Regions from separate parts of the Astyanax mexicanus genome. Here region 1 is linked to region 2. The links are chromatin contacts, called in public Hi-C maps. All regions are on one chromosome and are shown on one strand. The core of a region is the stretch at or near the end of the contact, and the rest is flanking DNA. Distances in the headings are between cores, read along the strand shown. Region 1 holds the start of rtf2 (replication termination factor 2). Region 2 overlaps eya2 (EYA transcriptional coactivator and phosphatase 2).

The links. Hi-C and Micro-C count contacts between places; a contact is called where the count stands out from the background.
Region 1: a contact with region 2 is called in a Hi-C map of muscle, with 10 times the contacts expected there. The contact joins the promoter of rtf2 here to the enhancer-like site in region 2. A contact is called at or near these places in 2 of 3 Hi-C or Micro-C datasets (both in muscle).

The regions. Positions count from the first base shown.
Region 1 is chr5:6,974,640-6,981,614 of AstMex3_surface, forward strand. It overlaps rtf2 (replication termination factor 2), which reads left to right and starts at 5,293. Exons shown (of 9, transcript XM_007252676.4): 1 at 5,293-5,488; 2 at 6,013-6,107. The coding sequence starts at 5,420.
Region 2 is chr5:6,859,966-6,866,911 of AstMex3_surface, forward strand. eya2 (EYA transcriptional coactivator and phosphatase 2) reads right to left here. Exons shown (of 17, transcript XM_049479489.1): 13 at 5,264-5,424; 14 at 3,964-4,078; 15 at 2,746-2,867; 16 at 2,427-2,527; 17 at 250-1,866. The coding sequence ends at 1,786. Among protein-coding and RNA genes, the nearest start is that of LOC103030576, 44 kb to the left of the region's middle. Within about 2 kb of position 2,461, the one cell type or tissue checked has an H3K27ac peak away from gene starts, as active enhancers do.

The DNA.
Region 1 (6,975 bases), core at 4,043-6,542, 120 kb after region 2:
ATCCTTTCTCATAATTGGATTCACCTGTGTAAATGTAGGTCAAGGGTCATTGAGCTTATCAAAAAAATAAAATTTTGTGTTCCAATAATTAGTGCTAAAGGTATTCAAATCAATAAAATGACAAGGGTGCCCAAATTCATGCACACTTTCTATAAATCCTATAAACTTCTTTTTACTTCTTAAATATCACTGTGTTCATCTGCTATATGATATATTTAACTGAAATTGCTGATCCGAACAACCAATGATTTATAAAGGAAAATCATTAAAAATGAACAGGGGTGCCCAAACTTTTCCATACTACTCTATATGGTTTTATGTTAACTAAATATAATCTTCTGTTACGGCACAGCTGCTTACTCTGGTCCACTGTGGGTTTATTTTTTAGATTTTTTTTACAGGTTCCTGTAAATGTTGAAAAACTCTCCTCACACACCTAAATGTGGAAAAGCAAAGTGTTGGACCTCATTGATATGCAACGGCATGCAGCCTGAGGGCAGGAGAGGCCTGTTATTATTAGAGTTTGTATAGAGACAAGGTCTGGCATGGGCTGCCGCGTGGCAATGCCCCTGTGCACCACCAGCACACACACACACACACACACACACACACACACACACACACACATACCCACATACACAGATAGATAGCCACAGGTATGTCCCTGTCTCCATGGGTATCCCCTACCCAAGCCAAGTAGCTGTCAGGAGCCCTCTGCTCCCCCTTCAGCCTAACGAGATTCGACCAGGCCCAAGCAGCCAGCGACTGGGGTTTTCAGGGGTGTGGAGAGGGGGGGTTGTTCCACTACTGCACATGTGGAGGTTTTCCCCCCCTCACTCACGGCCTTCAGGCCTCCCTCGTTAGCTCCATGGATGCTGCCAATTACTTCTCCTCTCGAGTGGTGGAAAACATCTTCTGGAATTCTGTTACCAAGAGTGAGGTCAGGTGGAGACCGGGAATCAGGAGCAATCAAGGAAAATGGAACAAGAAGTGCAATATCACTGTGGGAGACTTTTCGATATTTGATAAAACATGGTGGGTGGGTGCCCGGAGGGTGCCCTATTCCATCATACTGCACTTAGCAAAGTTTTTCCACAAGAAAAAAAAAACAAGAGAAAATGACAAGAAACTAGCAGAGTGGGTTTGGGCAAGAAGTTTTTATATTTAAACATTTAGTACAATCAAAATAATGAGTGTCTAAAAGTATGCAGCATTCATATATTATTTATTTTAAGTTGTTTTTCATTATAAAGGTACAATATTAAAAATTACAGCTAAATATTTATATATATTTATATAATATTTTTATTGTGAAATGCAATGTGAGAAAACACAAACAAATCTGTATTTAATATCTGTGGCATTTTAAGATTTTTGGGGAAATTAAATAAGGTAATTTAAGACTAAAACAGCAGAGTGTGAAGTCGCTAAATATGTTATCATACATATATTTTGTTTCATCCATCATCTAATAAACAACATCTACCTGATTCCTTTTGATTAATTAGGACAATTATAACATGCCTTTTGTGCATTTCAAGCCGTGCAAGGATTACTTTTCCCATCATTACGATATCAAAAAACACAATGACACGCCCTAAATTAAGATGCACGGTACACAGTTGAGGGCTTTCTGATAGACTGATAAAACAGAATCCTATGAGTTTGAAGAACTGCCACATAAATTAGGACTCAAGGCTGTATACTAATAGATTTTTTTAGATTTCCTCCTAGAACACTGTACTCAAGCCAAGAACAATATAGTATAAGTGCAAATGATTAAAACGAGTATGACTAAGATTATTGTAAAGGTGCTTAACCATGCTCGATAATAATAGACCTCGCTAATGTCAAGAGACCCCCTTCCGAAAGTCGTTTTAGTGAGCTTTAGTCACTGCACTATGATAACCCTTATTCAATTTGTAATGATGAGTCTAGAAACACCCCAAGTGGAGAGATTTGCCATTAGAGCCAGTGTGAGTGACAGATTGGTCTAATAGTGCTCCAGGTGCACTCGGATTAAATAAGGCGCAAAAAAGCCTCCCATTTTCAAACAGTCTAACATTCTTTTCCTATTGCACATATTTTGATGGACTACCTTTTGAAATCGAATCAAGATATGCCTTCCCTTCCCCGGTCGAGCCGTTATTATTTTAACCCCGAATGCGCTGTATGATCTCTATAGCATATCGGCCTGCCAAAATGTCCCCGGTATGCTTCGCTTCCTGCTTCGGAGGAGAAAAAGCAGAGAGAAGAAAAGTTGCATTCCTCAGGTTTCCAGAATTCTGGCCTCCTTCGAGTAGCTGGAGACTCTTTTGGATTGGGAGAGGCCTCTGCCAGTACAAACAGCGAGATGCCTGCCCAATTAGAGATGCTAAATGCATTTGACTTGCTGCCCCACCAAGCCTGATGAGTGCAGCTAATGCCTGCTCCAGGTTCAAAGGCCGGTTCAGACCGATTCCATTACGTCGTGAGGCATGACTTCTGATTGCATGAAAAAGGTAGAGCTCGGAGGTTCTCCAGTTCTTTTCAGAGACAGGCTGTGGCATGAAATAAGCAGCTCAGGATCTGGGCTTACACTCAGGTCAAGCTTTAGAACTTTTCTGGGGATTCTGGGGTTTTGGGATTTTGGGATGATTCCTCTTTATCCATCCAGCATCCAGCTTTTCTAGCTTAGGATCAGAACTTGGTATAAATACTTAGATATAAAGTTTTCATAGAGGTCCGCAGTCCAAAACCATAACTCGTGGTCCGAAGCCACAACTCACGCTTTATAAACTGCTGCTCGTATAGATATTGACATAGCTGTGTCGTTAACTATTAACATAATAGCTTTAAACACATTCATGCGCATCAATCATCCACAGCCATAGTCTTCCATAAAGTCTGCTGTACAAACTAATGGCACTCTAAGGTGCACGTCAATGGTAAAGCAATCAGCATCTCTGGGATACTCAGGAAATAGATTTTTATTAGCACTCAAGACAACTTTTATCTCCCAGCCCTTAGAACAGGAGTGGTGGCCTGTCACTGAGCATTTCTATTCATATTCATTATTGAAGGTGAGAGAAAATTGACTTAAAATGATTCTGGGAAGCCCCCTCCCTTACTTAAAGTGACCATATGACCTCTTTGTCTTGGACATGTGCTCTCTGTGGGATCTAAAAATATGTAAATGTATGTGATTTTTCATTATTATCATCTCAGCATCTATTTGTACAGATTTTGCAAAACAGGAAACAGCATTTCCAGCTTAAGTTTTTGAGATAAGGGCTGCAGAATTAGGGCTGCATACTTGCAATATTAATAAGATACAGTATCTACAGTACCACAATACATCGGTTATGAATTAATATATACCGCGATAATTAAGAGAATTTGTACACATTTGTACACTTTTGTGTGCTTCAAGCCACACAAGGCCTACCGGAACTTTTCCCATCGTTCCGATAGCAAAGACACACTGACACTCCCTTAATTAAGTTGCATAGTGCACTGCAGACAGCTCGCCTACAGATCACTAAAATATGATCCTGAAAGTCAGGAAAACTGCTACATAAAGTGTGCCTTGAGGCTGTACTAATTCATTTTTTTCCCGCTAGAACACTTTACTGAAGCCAAGAACAATATAGCAGAAGTGCAAATGATTAAAACGATTAAAATTATTGTAATGGTGCTGAACTGTGCTCACTAATAATAGACCTCACTAATGTCAGAGACCCCCTTCCTAAAGTCTATGATAACCCTTTTTCAATTTGTAATGACGAGTCTAGAAACACTTCAAATGGAGAGATTTGCCATTGCAGCCAGTGTGAGTGACAGATTGGTCTGTGTACTGGCAATAATGTACAATAAGAGTACAGTGTCTGTACTACCACAATACAGCAGTAATGATTCAATATATACCACAGTATATTGCGATACTGTAAGCAAGGTGATATATACATACATATATATATATATATATATATATATATATATATATATATATATATATATATATAGCGACCTATTAACCCTTTTCACACAATCTGGTTACAGAGGACAGTATTTAAAAGTCATCATTTTCTATGTCCATCAGTTTTACTGTTAATAATGCATGACAGCCTTTTAATGCAACATTATCAAACAACCCTGCACCATGTGTACTTCTGTACTTTTGTACTCAAGTGAGGATCTAAGGGGAGGACCTCTGTTTTACTGGAGTAATATTTAATGTTAGGTATCTCTATTTTAACTCAACTACATGTTTTGTGTACTGTCAACCACTGCTAAAACACACACACAAAAAAAAAAAAAAGTTATATAAACATTAAATGTGGTTTCTTTTCAGTGGAACCAAGTAAACCAAATATTCTGGGCCTATGCTGATAACCAATAAGAATGATCTTATTGGTTATATGTAAGAGACCACTTAAAAATGATATATATATTTTTTTATTTTACCAAATTGAAACCTCTGTAAATAATCAAGAGGAAGGTGGATGATCACAAGCCATCAAACCACGCTGAGCTGAATTTTTACACCAGGAGTGGCATAAAGCTATCCAAAAGCAATGTGTAAGACTGGTGGAGGAGAACATGCCAAGATGCATGAAAACTGTGATTAAAAACCAGAGTTATTCTACCAAATATTGATTTATTGAACTCTTAAACCTTTATGAATATTAACTTGTTTTCTGTGCATTATTTAAGATCTAAAAGCTCTGCATCTTTTTTACTATTTCAGCCATTTCTCTACAAATAAATGCTCTAAATTACAATATTTTTGTTTAGAATTTGGAAGATTTTTTTCCCCATAGTTTATAGTATAAAACAACAATCAATACAGCAATACAGTAGAATAAGAAATGTTATATAACTACAAGTCAGTTAGATTTAAATATTCTTCTGCTCTGTTGCAAATATATATATATATATATATATATATATATATATATATATATATATATATATATATATATATATATATATAGGTGTAGTTAATATTTCAAAAGTTAGAATCTTTTATCGTCTTTTATATGTATAATATTTTTCTGCACAAATAATTACATTTATCAAATATCACAAATGATTTTAGGTGACATCAAACCTGCACATTAAAGATTAGTTTATAGCAGCCCCAACTGTTTTATACAGCCCTAGAACAGTTTATTCAACACCATTCAGAAGTATTAGGCTCCATCTAGCGTTTAAACACGTAAAATAGGTAAAAACATTTTACAAACTGTTAATTTTAGCTGGAGAACACTCGGTGGCGGTAGGGCGGAGTTCTGTAGGCGGAGGCTCCCTCTTTCTGAGCTCTCCTCGTTTGTTTATTCGTCGACTGTCTGAACCAGCTTAGCTGTCCGTTTCTGTGTGTTTGTGGATATTTAGCTTATTTTAAGAGTTTATAAAATCAGTAACTTGGTATTTCAGCATGGGATGTGACGGAGGAACCATTCCCAAAAGGCATGAACTGGTTAAAGGACCGAAGAAGGTGGAAAAGGTAGTAAAACACAGCGATGTTTGGTTTGGGGATCTGAATTTGACGCTTGTAGCTTGGGTAACTGTTCCGTTCCACCTTAAGTAGTGTGATAGTAGTATATGGAGCTTAACTTAGCTACGCCGGCTAACTGCTATACTATTTAAGGTGGACTGGAACAGTTAAGTGAGAAGTTAGCATTTTAAGCTAGCTAACTTATGTCTTTTAATTTACACTTTTAACAACACCTGATAAATGTCTAGCTAGTTATCGTAGTCTGTTATTTGTTTAATTGTATGCAGTTTGTAGCTATTTAGCATTAGCTAATACTATTTTTCCACTGGTTTAAAACATGTTTGTTTGGCTACTTAACACTAGCTTAGCTAGGTTAGCAACTAGCATAGCTAGGTGAGCTAACCTAGCTTGTCGACTAGCCATAACCTATAGTTTTACGTTATAGTGATGACAGAATAAGCTAAAGCCGAGCTGTTAATATAGATTACGTTCTAGTATTGATTAATATTTGACCTAAATCTTGTATATTTCAGGTGGATAAAAATGCTGAACTTGCTGCTAAGTGGAAGTACTGCGCCCTGAGCCAGGAGAAGCTCAGGCGGCCCATTGTGGCTTGTGAACTTGGGAAGTAAGTTTGATTAAGAGTCTTATTTCTAATATATTCATTATATTAAGGTTGTATCATTTATGTCTTATATTAAATTCATGTATTATCTCAGAAAATAAGAATATTATATAAGACCAATTGGCATTTTTGGCAGTGTGGGCAGTGTGTCAAGTCCTGCAGGAAAATGAAATCTGCATCTCCATGAAAGTTGTCAGCAGAGGTAAGCATGAAGTGCTCTAAGATTTTGGACTTGATATAACACCAGCAGATTACATGACTCTCCAAACCATCACTGATCATCAGTAAATTTTACATTTCATTTGTAAATCAAGGAACCAGAGTCTGGAGGAAGAGTGGAGAGACACACAGTCCAAGCAGCTTGAGGTCTAGTGTGAAGTTTCCACCAATTAGTGATGGTTTGGAGAGACATGTCATCTGCTTGTGTTGATCCACTGTCTTCTATCAAGTCTAAAGTCAGTGCAGTGTTTTCCTGGAAAATCTTACAGCACTTCATGCTTCCTTCTGCTGACAACTTTTATGGAGATGCAGATTTAATTTAATTTAATTTAATTTTCCAGCAGGACTTGGCACACTGCCCACACTGCCAAAAGTACCAGTTCATCTTATGTAATATTCACATTTGTTTAAGACACACGCACACACACATATGAATACATACATAAGTACATGTATGGTTTGTTAAATTCAAATGGTTGAGCTGATTCAAATTATAAAAACTTTGAATTAAAAAATTCAAAGGACTCAACAGTATTAACATTAATTACTCAGGTAGTAGGATAGATACTAGGGTTTAAAATACTTCTGTAGAAGTTGAAGTATCAACTCAAGCTTTTTACTCAAGTAAAAATTTAAAATTACTGGTTTTACA
Region 2 (6,946 bases), core at 1,211-3,710:
GGGGTATTCTGACTATTTCCTTACAAGAAATGCAACTGTTTATTCATGTATTTATTTATTTTATTTTTTTTATTTGTTAGGTTATGTAAACTCCGTCTCTCAATAATGTTCAGTTTTACTTCAAATGCCCATATGATTAAATACATTCAAAAAGACAATGGATTTCATGGTATGGTCCTATTTTTTTCACTTTTTCATAACAGTCTAAAAAACATATTACTGATCAAACAAAGTGTAAAATCAATCAAGTGAGATTCAATTAATTTATCTTTATTTTTCTATCATAACAGCCCATAGAAACAGATCAACAATAAAACCTTATATACAAATTGTAGCTAGATGGACAGGCAGTGTAATAGGCACATGCAAGCCAAGGGACGACCATACACATTCCGTACAGGATTGATACACATATATAAATTTCAGTAAAGCTGATAAAAAGCAACGAGAAATCAAATGTACATCCAGGAACAAATAAAACAACAAGGATAAAACAGATTGTTGTGGCCCAGGCACGTATCGGAGACAAATGCAGGAAAAATTTCTAGTGCTAAAGAAATCACCTCACCAAAATAATAATAAAAAAAAGATATAAAAATTCATAAGTTAAGTAGATGATTGTCATCTCTAGTGATAGATTTAGCTTCCGAACTTTGGCTATTTTTTAGAGTTAGTCCTAACATATGCTTTCTTCAGCTGGCTTTTACAAAATAATGCGTTATTAAATATTTTACAGTACTTTTAACTTTTAACTCTGAGAAGGATGGCAAGTCGTCAATGTCAGGTAAAAAAAAAATATATATAATGTGAACCCAGGAGTCAGTCATTAATCAAAAATGTGGATTAATGGACCAAAAAAAAGGTTTCAACTTGATTTGTTGTAAATTTGCCATTTTTAAGAGGAAAACAACTGATTGTGTTTGTTAAATATTTACTGTAAAATAAAAAAAGTGGAATTTCACAATATTTCACACTTTTTTTCACCTGAATGAATGGATCAATGCTTGTATCATTAATGCATTACTAATAAAAAAATACAACAAACAGAAACAAACAAATAAACAAACAAAACTTAAAAAATGGCTAAATCTATGCTTTTCCCAACTGATTCTGAATCATAACACTAATTCCCTCAATTGTGCTTTATTAATCTAGAAGATATTAGTGAATTTCACAGTTTAAAAAGTGACTACTGTTAACAGAATGTACAGAAAAACCTTTTTACTCTTACAAAACTCTGCATTATTCACGCCTACTCTCTGATCTAGGTCTCATCTACAGTAAACTACTGCAGCTTCTGGTGAACTGATAGAAAAAAGATGTGAGCATAAATATTTGAATTATTTTCCCTCAAAATCAAAATCAGATTCTACATTTTTTACCTTTTACAAATGATACATGAACATTTGTCTTTAATTCAGATTGTCTCTGATATTAACAAACAAAATACACAAAAAAATAAAATAAAACTAGAATTTTGAGTCTTTGAAAGCACTCTCAAGGTCTTCGATGGGCCGCTGTCTTCAGTGCAACGCTCCACTGTATAAAACGGAGGCTTGTCACAGATGAAGAAAAAAAGACAAAGAAAGAAAAAAAAAACAAAGAAAAGAAAAAAGAAGTTTTTGTTGGATTGAGTTGAAAGAAACATATTTCCAGTAAGTTTGCAGCTCCCTGCTGATTGGTCCTGCAGTTCTTGGCCCGGCCATGTGATTACTGTTGACCGCCTGTGTCTTATGAATAGCGAGAGGCAAAAGAATCGAAGTCAGAAAGGGCAGATTCTGCCCTCTAGAGGTAATCCAGCTCTAGTGCGTGACTCAGTGCCTCCAGGTCTGCTCTGCATGTTACCCTCCAGAAAGGCATGTTTTTCTGCAAAAAAGATAAATATAAAGGTTAAACTAACAGCAAAAATGAAGATAAATTCATTTTAAATGTCGAATTGCCGTGATTTAAGAGAAAAAACACTAAAGTTAGACACTAAAAGTGTCTTTTTAAACACTTAAAGAACCTCCCCAAACAGTCAAAGAATTCTGAAGTATATTTTATAACCAGGTAATTTTATTTAAATTTTTTTTTCCATTTTTTCCCCAATTTACATGGCCAATTGCACAACCCACTCATTAGGACTCCCCCTATCTCTAGTGATGCCCCAACACCAGAAGAGCGAAGACTAGCACATGCCTCCTCCGATACATGTGAAGTCAGACTAACGCTTGGAGGAAAGCGCAGCGACTCGATTCTGATACATCAGCTCACAGACGCAGCCTTGTGCTGATCGACATCACCCTTTGAAGTGATGAGGGGAAAAAACACAATCTACTGTACCCACCCAGAGAGAGCAAGGCCAATTGTGCTCTCTCAGGGCTCCGACCGCTGATGGCAAGCTACATAAACAGGATTCGAACCGGCGATCTCCAGATCGAGCTTACCTTCTTTGCCACAGTCTCCTCCTCCACACCGTCTCCGATCACCACGTACACCGCCCGCCTCCCGAACCTCTGAGCCACTCGCTCAAAACAGCTCTCCTTACCTACCAACAAAAACAGACACAGCTCAAGCTCAGCTCACCATTTGAGTCTAATCCACTTATTGGTCTAAACTATTACATTGTCACAAAAGTAGACAGTGAGAGGAAACAGTTTTTAGCTTTTAGTGTTAAATTAACACAGTGATTAATGGAGTTTATCAATCTCAGTGTTAATTTAACAATAAAATCTAATTTGATGTGTACATTAAAGAGCCACATACCGGTTTTGGTAGCACTGTAAATGTTCTCGATAGGAAAAGCTCCTCCAAGACCATACAGCAGCACTTTGGACAGAGCAGGGATGAGCTGAGTCGTGGTGACCATCACATTCACACAGTTTGGTCTGAGGAAGAAAGGAAAAGTAACTTTGAGTTTCAGGCATTAAAATATTTTGGCAGTAAATAAAAAAAAAGAAGTAAAAAACATGGAAGTTATTCCTTTAATATTCTTAACCAAAAAAAGAAAACGACCATTAGACCACTTTGGGTAGTTTTTGACCTAGTTGACATACTAGTTCATCTTAAAAAAAAGTTCAAAATGTGAAACTCATATATTATATAGATGTATTAAACACAGTGATCTAATTTTAGTGTTTATTTCTTTTATTGTTGATGATTATGTCTTACAGCCAATAAAATAAAAAAATCAGTGTCTCAGAAAAGTAGATTATTATATACGACCAACTGATACTTTTTGCCAGTGTGGGCAGTGTGCCAAGTCCTACTGGAAAATGAAATCCTCGTCTCCATAAAAGTTGTCAGTAGCAGAGGGAAGAAGCATGAAGTGCTGTAAGATTTTGTGGGAAAACAAAACTGCACTGACTTGATAATAAAACACAGTGGATCAACACCAGCAGATGACATGTCTCTCCAAACCATCACTGATCATCAGTAAATGTTACATTTCATTTGTAAATCAAGGGATCAGAGTCTGGAGGAAGAGTGGAGAGACACACAGTCCAAACTGCTCGAGGTCTAGTGTGAAGTTTCCACCAATCAGTGATGGTTTGTAGAGACATGTCATCTGCTGGTGTTGATCCACTGTTCTTTATTATCAAGTCTAAAGTCAGTGCAGTTTTGTTTTCCTGCAAAATCTTACTGCCAAAAGTACAAATTGATCTTATATAATATTCTAATTTTCTGAGATACTGATTTTTGGGGTTTCATTGGCTGTAGGCCTTAATTGTCAACACTAAAAGAAATAAACGCTTATAATAGATCACTCTGTGTTTTTAACTGAATTACTGAAATAAAGTAACTTTTCAATGATATTCTTATTTTTTGAGATATGTTAGTATATGGTACTCCTGACAGGTAGCCTACTACTACTTTAATTAGTTTTCTAAATGCTATTTAGAAAAGAGAGTGAGGATTAAACCAAAAAAAAATGTTGTACACATGCATTAGCAGATGCTTCTTGTTATTTTGACTATGTCTCACCTGGAGTTAATGAGAGCCAGAGCCTTCAGAGCATGCGTGAGCCACAGGTCTGTCAGAGCCTCCATTTCTCTCCTCAGCTGAAGCCACTCCTCTCGTTTTGGACTGCCCAACAAACCTGCCAATCAAAGCAGAGAAAAGTCGAAAACTTCAGTTAGAGAAAATCTATTTAATAGTGCATCCAGATCCTGATGTATAGCTGTGAATTTCCAGGGCCACAGGCTCTTGCAGGAGGTTTAACTGGATTATAATGCAAGTAGATGGTTGTAGCATTCAGTATAGTGAACAGGCGCTAGAATAAGGCTGTATGATAATTCATACTTTAATCATTATGAGTTGCGATATGAGTTTTCATGAAAAACACAGAAGAGCAGCAATAACTTTATAAATAACAGAAATCTCCAACTGCATTACCCGTGTGCAGCAACAGAGGGCGCTCTGCACATTGCAAATGATTATAAATTATGATTTACAGTCAAAATTTAATACAATTATTTTTTTAAGCAATTGACACCCCTAATATAATGATATAATATAATTCTGCCAATCTAACATTGATTCTTTTTTTTACATTTAAACATCCAATATTAAAGGCTTAGTTTTAAGAAGAAGTGTGATTAATCGTGATGAATTGTGATTGTAATCTTTTTAAACAATGGACACCACTAGTAGTTACTGATTAACATGCAAATGGTAAAACCTGACAGTTATAAAAGGGTGAACTGGGCACTCTAATATTTGGTAGGACCGCCTTTAGCTTTGATTGCAGCACACATTCATTGTGGCATTGTTTCAATAAGCACCAGATTTATTTCAATCTAGTGTTTCATTAATTTTTCACCAAGATCTTGCAGCAGCATTGATGATGGTAGAGTCTGACCACTGCACAAAGCAGCTCTTCTCCATCCAGCACATCCCAAAGATTCTCAATGAGGTTAAGATCTGGACTCTATGGTGAACTCTCTCGTGAACTCTCTCTCAATCCATGTGTGTAAATGATGATCTCATGCTCCCTGAATCCTGAACTCTTTCACAATTCCAGCCCCATAAATCCTGATATTGTTATCTTGGAATATACCAGTGCAATCAGGGAAGAAATAATCTAATCCATTGATGGAATAACCTGGTCTATATTCAGTATATTCAGGTAGTCAGCTGACCTCATTCTTTCAGTACATACTGTTGCTGAACCTAAACCTGCAGACCAACTGCAGCATCAACCAACCCCACATCATTTACTTACTTAAATCCAGGTGGAGACTTTCCTTTTTTTTATTATTGGCTTCATCTTGACTTCACTCACCTCCTACGTTGTTCTTAAAGGTGTTGTAGATCTCTTTTACTCGTCTGTAGCGGAAAGCGAGTTTCCTCATCCAGTCAACACCACCGTGAACCCCTGAGCCAAGGCACAGAGCACCTCCACCTGCTGGACTCTGGAAGCCGTCCGTTCCAAAGTTATACGTGCTGCAGAGACAGACAGCAGAAACATATACGTGAGGAAGTTATCAATATATTTACATAAATACCTTCCCTAAAAACACAAGAAAAATGGTTAATACTTGTGTAAAAAGGGCAGCTTTGATGATTTTTTAAACAAAGCTGTGATGCATTCTCAGTAGGGGTGGGATGAAATGTCGATATTTGTGATATATCAATAAATATTTTGTTTGTGACACATTATTGATACATGGTGTCAAATATCAAAATTCTTATTGAAACAGGCGCTCGAAACTGCCTAGACTTACTACTCAATTAGACTTACTAAAGTTACTGCTTCATTACTCCACGTGGAGGCCCTATAATCAAGTGAATAGACTAAACCTGTAGTAAAGAATATTGGTTGTTAAATTCTGTGAAACTGACTATAATACTTAAACTATAATACCATAATTCCTGGTATTTTCTTAATTTGGAGTATTTTATTCTGTATTCTTCAGTAACCAAATGCCGTGAAGAACCGTAGAGAATTGTCTTGCAATAAATAATCAACCATAGCCTGTGTTTGTCTTTTCTGCTCTTTGAGCACATGGCCCTGTTTTGTTATTGTCTTGTCTCCTCCCTTGTCTCCACCCTAGTCATTAGTGTTCTCACCCCTTGTTTCCTTCTCCAGGTGTTTCCTGTTTCCCAGTTTGTATATGTACCCCTCATATTCCTTTGTTCTTTATCCTGCTTTTTGTTTGACCCTGTCCTGTTAAAATCTTCTTTAATGTGTTATTGCTTTACATTTGTGCAAGTTTCTGTTTTTTCCTTTAGTTTTTTGTCTGTTTGTTTGTTTATTTTGCTTATTTGTTTGTTACTCATTGTTAGTTCTTTGTTTGTTTTTTAGTCATATTCTTATTGTGTGTTTCATTTTTTCAGTTTGTGTTTTTTTGTTGTCTTCTTTAAAAAAAAAAAAGACCATAAAACTCGCTTGCATTTGCATCTGGCCTCAGAAGTGTTGTAATATCAAAGTATTATGATATTTTTGCTGTGGGAAAAGTATTGTGATAATATTTTGCTGTGAGATTCCCTGTTATTCCCAGCTCTTATTGTCAGAGAACTGTACACGTGCCAAACTCAAAATCCTTGATTTATTCCTGTGAACTAAAATTTGTGATTGACTGTATCGAACCTTTGCAATAATAGCTGGTAATAGCACCACAGATCAGCATGTAGAATTGGAGCTTTCAGCATGCTACCATGTGAGTAATAATGCCTAGTTTACACTACACCACTTTAGCCCAGTGTTTCATTTGATGACAGTTTGAGTCGCAGCAGCCCAACAAGTATTAGGCATGCTAAACATCTGACCCAGTCGGCGACTGGGAGTCAGGAGCAGCAGCTACTTAAAGCCAATAAAATCATGGTGACAGAAAGAACCACGGGTCCAAAACACATCTCCTGCATTACCAGAGCCGTTTATGGAGAGTCTGACCACTTTCCGTTTCCCCTGTTTAGATCATAAAATGACTGTTAAACTCTAGAGGGAGCCAACGAGTGAGTCCTC